2 separate regions of the Mus musculus genome follow, and region 2 is linked to region 1. Evidence: chromatin contacts called from public HiChIP or PLAC-seq data. All regions are on one chromosome and are shown on one strand. Each heading gives the region's core, a stretch centred on a gene start, on an enhancer-like site or on the middle of the called end of the contact. The rest is flanking DNA. Distances are from core to core; before and after follow the strand shown. Region 1 overlaps Rasa2 (RAS p21 protein activator 2). Region 2 overlaps Pxylp1 (2-phosphoxylose phosphatase 1).

Evidence for each region. HiChIP or PLAC-seq counts read pairs in DNA pulled down with a chosen protein or histone mark.
Region 2: an H3K27ac HiChIP or PLAC-seq map of large pre-B cells shows a contact between it and region 1, with 4 times the contacts expected there. The contact joins two enhancer-like sites. A contact is called at or near these places in 3 of 115 datasets of contacts at active chromatin or transcription factors (embryonic stem cells and large pre-B cells) and 1 of 9 other capture datasets (embryonic stem cells).

Annotation. Positions count from the first base shown.
Region 1 is chr9:96,543,081-96,545,947 of GRCm38.p6, reverse strand. Rasa2 (RAS p21 protein activator 2) reads left to right here. Exons shown (of 24, transcript NM_053268.2): 21 at 151-359; 22 at 1,057-1,160; 23 at 1,483-1,669. Among named protein-coding and RNA genes, the nearest start is that of Gm28729, 19 kb to the right of the region's middle. Within about 2 kb of position 1,492, at least 67 of the 459 cell types and tissues checked have an H3K27ac peak or open chromatin away from gene starts, as enhancers often do.
Region 2 is chr9:96,837,730-96,840,596 of GRCm38.p6, reverse strand. It overlaps Pxylp1 (2-phosphoxylose phosphatase 1), which reads left to right. Exons shown (of 6, transcript NM_001289647.1): 3 at 480-638; 4 at 1,385-1,511. Among named protein-coding and RNA genes, the nearest start is that of Pxylp1, 50 kb to the left of the region's middle. Within about 2 kb of position 1,511, at least 46 of the 459 cell types and tissues checked have an H3K27ac peak or open chromatin away from gene starts, as enhancers often do.

The sequences.
Region 1 (2,867 bases), core at 243-2,742:
TACTGACCTGCTTACTGCACCAATTCATTCCGACACATTAGCAGACATTTCTTAGCCAAGCAATCCAGGTCTCCTAAGTGCTTTTTCTTTTTGTATAGTATATGTTGTTTTTAAGGTTTCTCTAACTTTTTATTTTAATTTGCAATAAAGATGTTCCAAGTGATACATACAGAGAAAACGCTGTACATCCAAGCAAACAACTGTGTGGAAGCCAATGAGTGGATAGATGTCCTGTGCAGGGTGAGCAGATGCAACCACAACAGGCTCAGCTCTTTCCACCCCTCAGCGTATCTCAACGGAAACTGGCTCTGCTGCCAGGAGACGAGTGAAAGCACACCAGGCTGCAAGCCGTGCACCGCGTGAGTAACTCATGACTGCATGCGGGCGTGGGTGTGAGAGCATGACAGACGCTATGTAGAAGTAGCTGGACAGAGGCCGCACGGTGCTGAAGACATTTCTATAAACCGTGTCTAGAAAGGCTTGGGTTGTTGCCCAGTGGTAGAGTGTCTCTCTCACCTGACACACACAGGGGCTTTGGTTTAATTCTAGTACCACAAAAATTAAAATACAGAGAGTAAGTAAATTTCTATAGACACAACTGTAAGTTAGTGGTGCCCAGGGGCTAGATTGATGCATTGTTCGGTGAACAACTATAGGTTATATATATGTTTATTGGGACTGGGGAGCAGTTAGTGCTTGTTGTTCTTGTAGAAAGAAGACTCAAGTTTAGTTCCAAAACCCATGTGACACCAGCTCCAGAGCACAGATCAGATACCGTCTTCTAGCCTCTGCAGAGGCATGTATAGGCACGCACGCATGCGCACACACACACACAGATATACACATATACATTAAAAATATTTTTTATGATTTTACTTCAAAATCTTTTTCAAGACTTGAGTCCTTAACAACCAGACCTTGTGATCCTGTTGAAGTATCTCGGAAACTAATTTCTGAAGCCGCTTTTAGAAAATTCTAATTCTAGTTTTAGTCTTGATTCATTTCTAATGTTAACAAAGAATTTTTCCAATGTCTTTAATTTTCTTCTTATCATAGAGGCATCCCTGCAGACATCCAGATAGATATCGATGAAGACAGAGAAACAGAAAGAATTTATTCTATTTTTACCCTCAGTTTACTTAAGCTGCAGAAAATGGAAGGTAAACAAAATGAAACCATTAGTTTTCATTATTAATTTCTAGGTTATTTCTTTGACTTTTTAAAAAGTTAAAAATATTTATAGATTTCCTGTTACTGATAGTGAAGTTTACAAACCCTCAAAGGAGGCATTAATCTTTATCTATTCATGAAATTAAATAATTATTCTTTGTAAATGTGATTGTTCAGTAAATTGTTATAATACAGTCACCTGTGCTCTTGTCAAAGAAACTCACTTAAAAACTTCAAAGTTTTTTAAATTACACTACAGATTACACTTGTGGAATTTAGTTTTCTGATCAGAGATTTCACTGTTCCTTACAGAGACCTGTGGGTCTATAGCTGTGTATCAGGGGCCACAGAAAGAACCTGGTTATTCTAAGTTCACCATTGAGGATTCTGTTGCAACCTTTAAGACAATTCAGCAAATCAAAAGCACCATAGAGAAGCTCGATGAACCTCATGAGAAATACAGAAAGAAAAGATCGAGTAGTGCAAAATACGGAAGCAAGTAAGTCTCCTGGGCTCTGCTCCCGCCTATCAGGGCCCGCGCGTGCGCGTGCGCGTGCGCGTGCGTGCCTCCCCCACTCCCTCTCCTGGTCGGCCGCCGCAGGCCAGCCATCCTTTCTGTCAGTGCTGAGCGTCATCACTGCTTTGAATGTCGTGGTCAGTTGTAATTCACTCTGAATAATTCATAGCTTTTTCTTTTTGTTGTCTCCTTTATATTTCTCACAATATGTTATATTTATAATAAATACTAAAAAAAAAAAAAAAAAGTAAGCCATAACAGTGCATAGAAGCATTTGAAGGTTGGTTTCAAGTGCTACATCTCAGATGAAGAGAATGCGCTGGCTAAGGACAGCAGCAGCTGGCATGCCGTGGGACGTGTTCCTCTCAGGACACCGGCAGCTGGATTCCTCCCAGGAGCCGTAGCAGACTCGAGGGAGGTTTTCAGTCTCCACAGTGAAGACCAAGCTAATCCAGTGGGTTAGTGCATCACTGAGCACTGTCACTGAGATGCGGTCATTGTCACTGGGATCATCTAAATCTCGCCTTTCTTCTTCTCACCATCAGAGGAGCCACAGTAGCTCAGAGCCCCATTGTCTTCTTTAAGATAATGTTTACAGGGAGAAAAAGAAAAGACTCTTTCCTCCCTAGTGTGAGGAAAGAAATGTGTCAGCTGTAACCCTCCAGCACTCTCTGACACGCAGCACTCAGTGTGACCAGGGACCTGCTGGCAGTACAGTAGATGGACTGGCAAACAACAGTGTCCTTCACGGTGTCTGCTGGCAATGCAGTGTCTGCTCCTGTCATTGATGCTCATACAGCCTAGCATGGTTTCATTCCTACTTTACAGGTAGAAAATTAAAATGCACAAAGATAGTGTTAGTGTGAGGACTCCAAGTCCTTGCTACACTATTTTAAATAGTCTTATGTTGGTCGGTACTTTTATATTTCTGAATAAGAAAAATCAATTTTGTGGATATAAATACATTCTTCCTTGGTAGAAAGCTTGGCACATTATGAAGGTTGTATTGTAAACATCTTAATTCTGTATTTTCTTCTTTAGTATAATTGAGTATCTTCCAACAAAAGTTAATCTAGTTTTCCTGAAGTCCTTTGAAGTTCCTAGCCAAGGCTTGGCCATTCTTAAATTGTACCTTATAATCCATGCATACCATACCCTGATCAACTTTGATTTTCTCTAT
Region 2 (2,867 bases), core at 262-2,761, 290 kb before region 1:
GACTGGGGAGAGCCAGCCCAGGGAGATGAGTAGGAGCCAGTCAGGGGTCCAAGGCTCTCCTCTGTGAAGCAGTCTCATGAGGACTAGTGAGCAGATTCCCAATATAGGGCTCTAGGGAGCACGGAATGTGGTCGGATGGTATTAATTGAGGTGTGACACACACACTCCATTTAGCACTTAACAGGCGCCAGTAGACAGTGATCACCCCCCCCCCCCCCGATATAGTTATGGGAGCTAAAAGCTTATTGAGAAGAGGGGCTGTGTCCTCGTGCACAGTTAGTTCCAGTAACTCGAGAGTGAGGACTAGGTTATCCTGGCCCATGCTGAGGGGGGTCTGTCACTCAGTTAGACCCAGGCTGACTTCTAGTTCCTCTAGGGTCCACCCTAACTGAAGGAGTGAGCACCCCTGTGACATTCAGCCGTCTGTGGCCACGACAGCTGATCTAGCATCTCCTTTAGTCACTCTTCTTTCTTTGCAGTCCACTTGATCCCAGTGTCTGCCACAAAGAATGGAGGAAGCAGCAAGAGTCGAAAGAGGATCATGCCTGACCCAGTGACAGAGCCTCCCACCGTAGACCCGGTTTATGAAGCTCTTCTGTACTGCAACATTCCAAGCGTAGCGGAGCACAGCATGGAAGGTAGACCCAGTGTATGACCTGTCGCTGTCTGGGTAGCCTGGGCCTCAGGACCCAAGTAGACATCCTGGGGACAAAGTTCTCTAAGCAGCATCAAACAGTGATAAGAAGCTGGCTGGCCTGGACTCAAATTCTGCAGCCACTGTGCCTAGGATGAGCTCCTGGTCTTAGCACACTGCTCGGTGTCTGGTGAGGAGATGTGGGTAAGGCAGACAAGGGCTTGAGGCTGGCCCATCCCTTTGGCAACTCGGCTTCTCAGAGCAAATCTACCGTATGCTTAGCATGTGCACAGGGCCTACAAGTCTTGCTGTAAAGGAATGTGAATCAAGTTTGACTTTCCTCAAAGTGTATCATAGGGTGGTGTGGGATGCGTGCATTTGTATCCTGCTGTGTTTCCCGAAGGACTTAAAGCAGAAGTCTGTTGCTAGGATTTTTGTGAGCCTCCCCCAGTCTGTGCACATGAGACATTAGTCACCACGTGCACATCTCACTGGCCTTCAGCTGATGACTTTGGGGGCTCTGGGGCATGTCAGCCCCTCCCATGAACCTCTGTCTCAGCTTGTGGGGGTTCTTCAGCATCACCCACCCAGCACAGCAGCCTTCCCTACAGGTCAAGGTCCTGAGTAGCAGCTCTGCCATTTCTGGGTTGCCCTGGGTTCTACCTCCTCAGCCCCCAAGCCTGGGCATAGACGCCCTTGCTAAAACACTTGCTTGTTGTGTGGTGACTAGAAGATGTGTCTCTCTCACAGGTCATGCCCCGCATCATTATAAGCTGGTCTCCGTTCATGTGTTCATTCGCCATGGGGACAGGTACCCACTGTATGCCATTCCCAAAACAAAGCGGCCAGAAATCGACTGCACTCTAGTGGCTAGCAGGTAAACTGCACTTTTCTTTTATGAGTCGTCTTCATGCCTTCTGCTGTGTTCCGTGCAGCAGAGCACTATGGGAGGGAGGTGCGAGCTACGCTTTGGTGGGCACCAACTGTTCAAAGTGTTCACTGTCTTGCATTGCACGCTGTTGTGTGACTCCCTTGGGAGACACAAACATCTACTCAACCCAGATAGGGCACTGATGACAGATCAGAAAAATGACTCCACCCAAACCCAGCTTTAGCTGGGTTTACCTAGAGGAGCACGGGTGACTCAGAGGCCACTGCCTCACTGAAAAGCCCACCACAGCATGGGTGATCACGCAGAAGGCTTCATCCCTGTAGCCTCCCGCACAGCTTGCGGGTGGCTCGACCTAGTCACACTGTCTCTCCCCCACTCTCTTAGTGGTTATTTCCTGCTGTTAAAATCTCGGTCGGAGCCTTATGAGCCTTGTAACTTTCTGAGCTTCCAAGTCTTAAGTTGCGTATGTCTTGGCGTCCCTTCTCTCTCCAGGAGAGAATATCTGGGTTGGGAGAAGAGGGCCAAAGACAGTCCCAGAGCAGAGAGCGTATCAGTTTCAGGCAACTCAGAAAACGCACTGAGGCCTGAGCCCTGTTTAGTCTGAGACACAGCCTCTAATTCTGATGTTCCAAGCAAGAAAAAAGAGAAAGAGTGAGCACTGGGTTACCCCCCACCCCACCCCACCTCCACCCTCGGAGAGGTTCCATGGAGGCACCAGGCACACCAATCCATCCCTTGGTCTAGCTGAGCTCAGCCCACCCCCCCCACCTCTAAAATGGAAATGAAAGCTGGGGGTGGGGGGGCGCGGATGATGCCCGAGAGGGCATGCTCGCAGCTGCCGAGGCCTGTGAGCGTAAGATAATGTTCAGCCATTTAATTTTTCACACATTACAGGCAGCACTGTCTTAGTTGAAAGCCCTTAGGATGAAAAATAATTGAACGGAGGATGGAAATTGCGTGCATGGAAATTAGAAGCAGTTAGCAATAAATGATGCCTTGGCCGTAGCCAGCGTGTCTGGGGGCGCGTAGCATCCATCCAGTGCAGCGTTTACTGAATGAGACTGTGAGGCGTAGGGAAGTGCCCAACAGGGGAGACGTTGTTTTGATGGAGTGCTCCTGGGGTGCCAGCCTGCCTACGCAGAAGCAGGACCAGCCCCATAGAGACAACGTGGATTGCCTGCCCGCAGCCAGGGCTGCTCTCAGAGGATGTGAAGCTGGGGGTGGGGTGGGGTCTCAGATAACTCTTGATGTCCCAGACCCCCTGGGGTTTGGGGAGTAGTCAGCGAAGCATTTTAGGTAGAAAGACTGTGAGGTTTTGCGTGTTCTCTGTTATGCTGGACA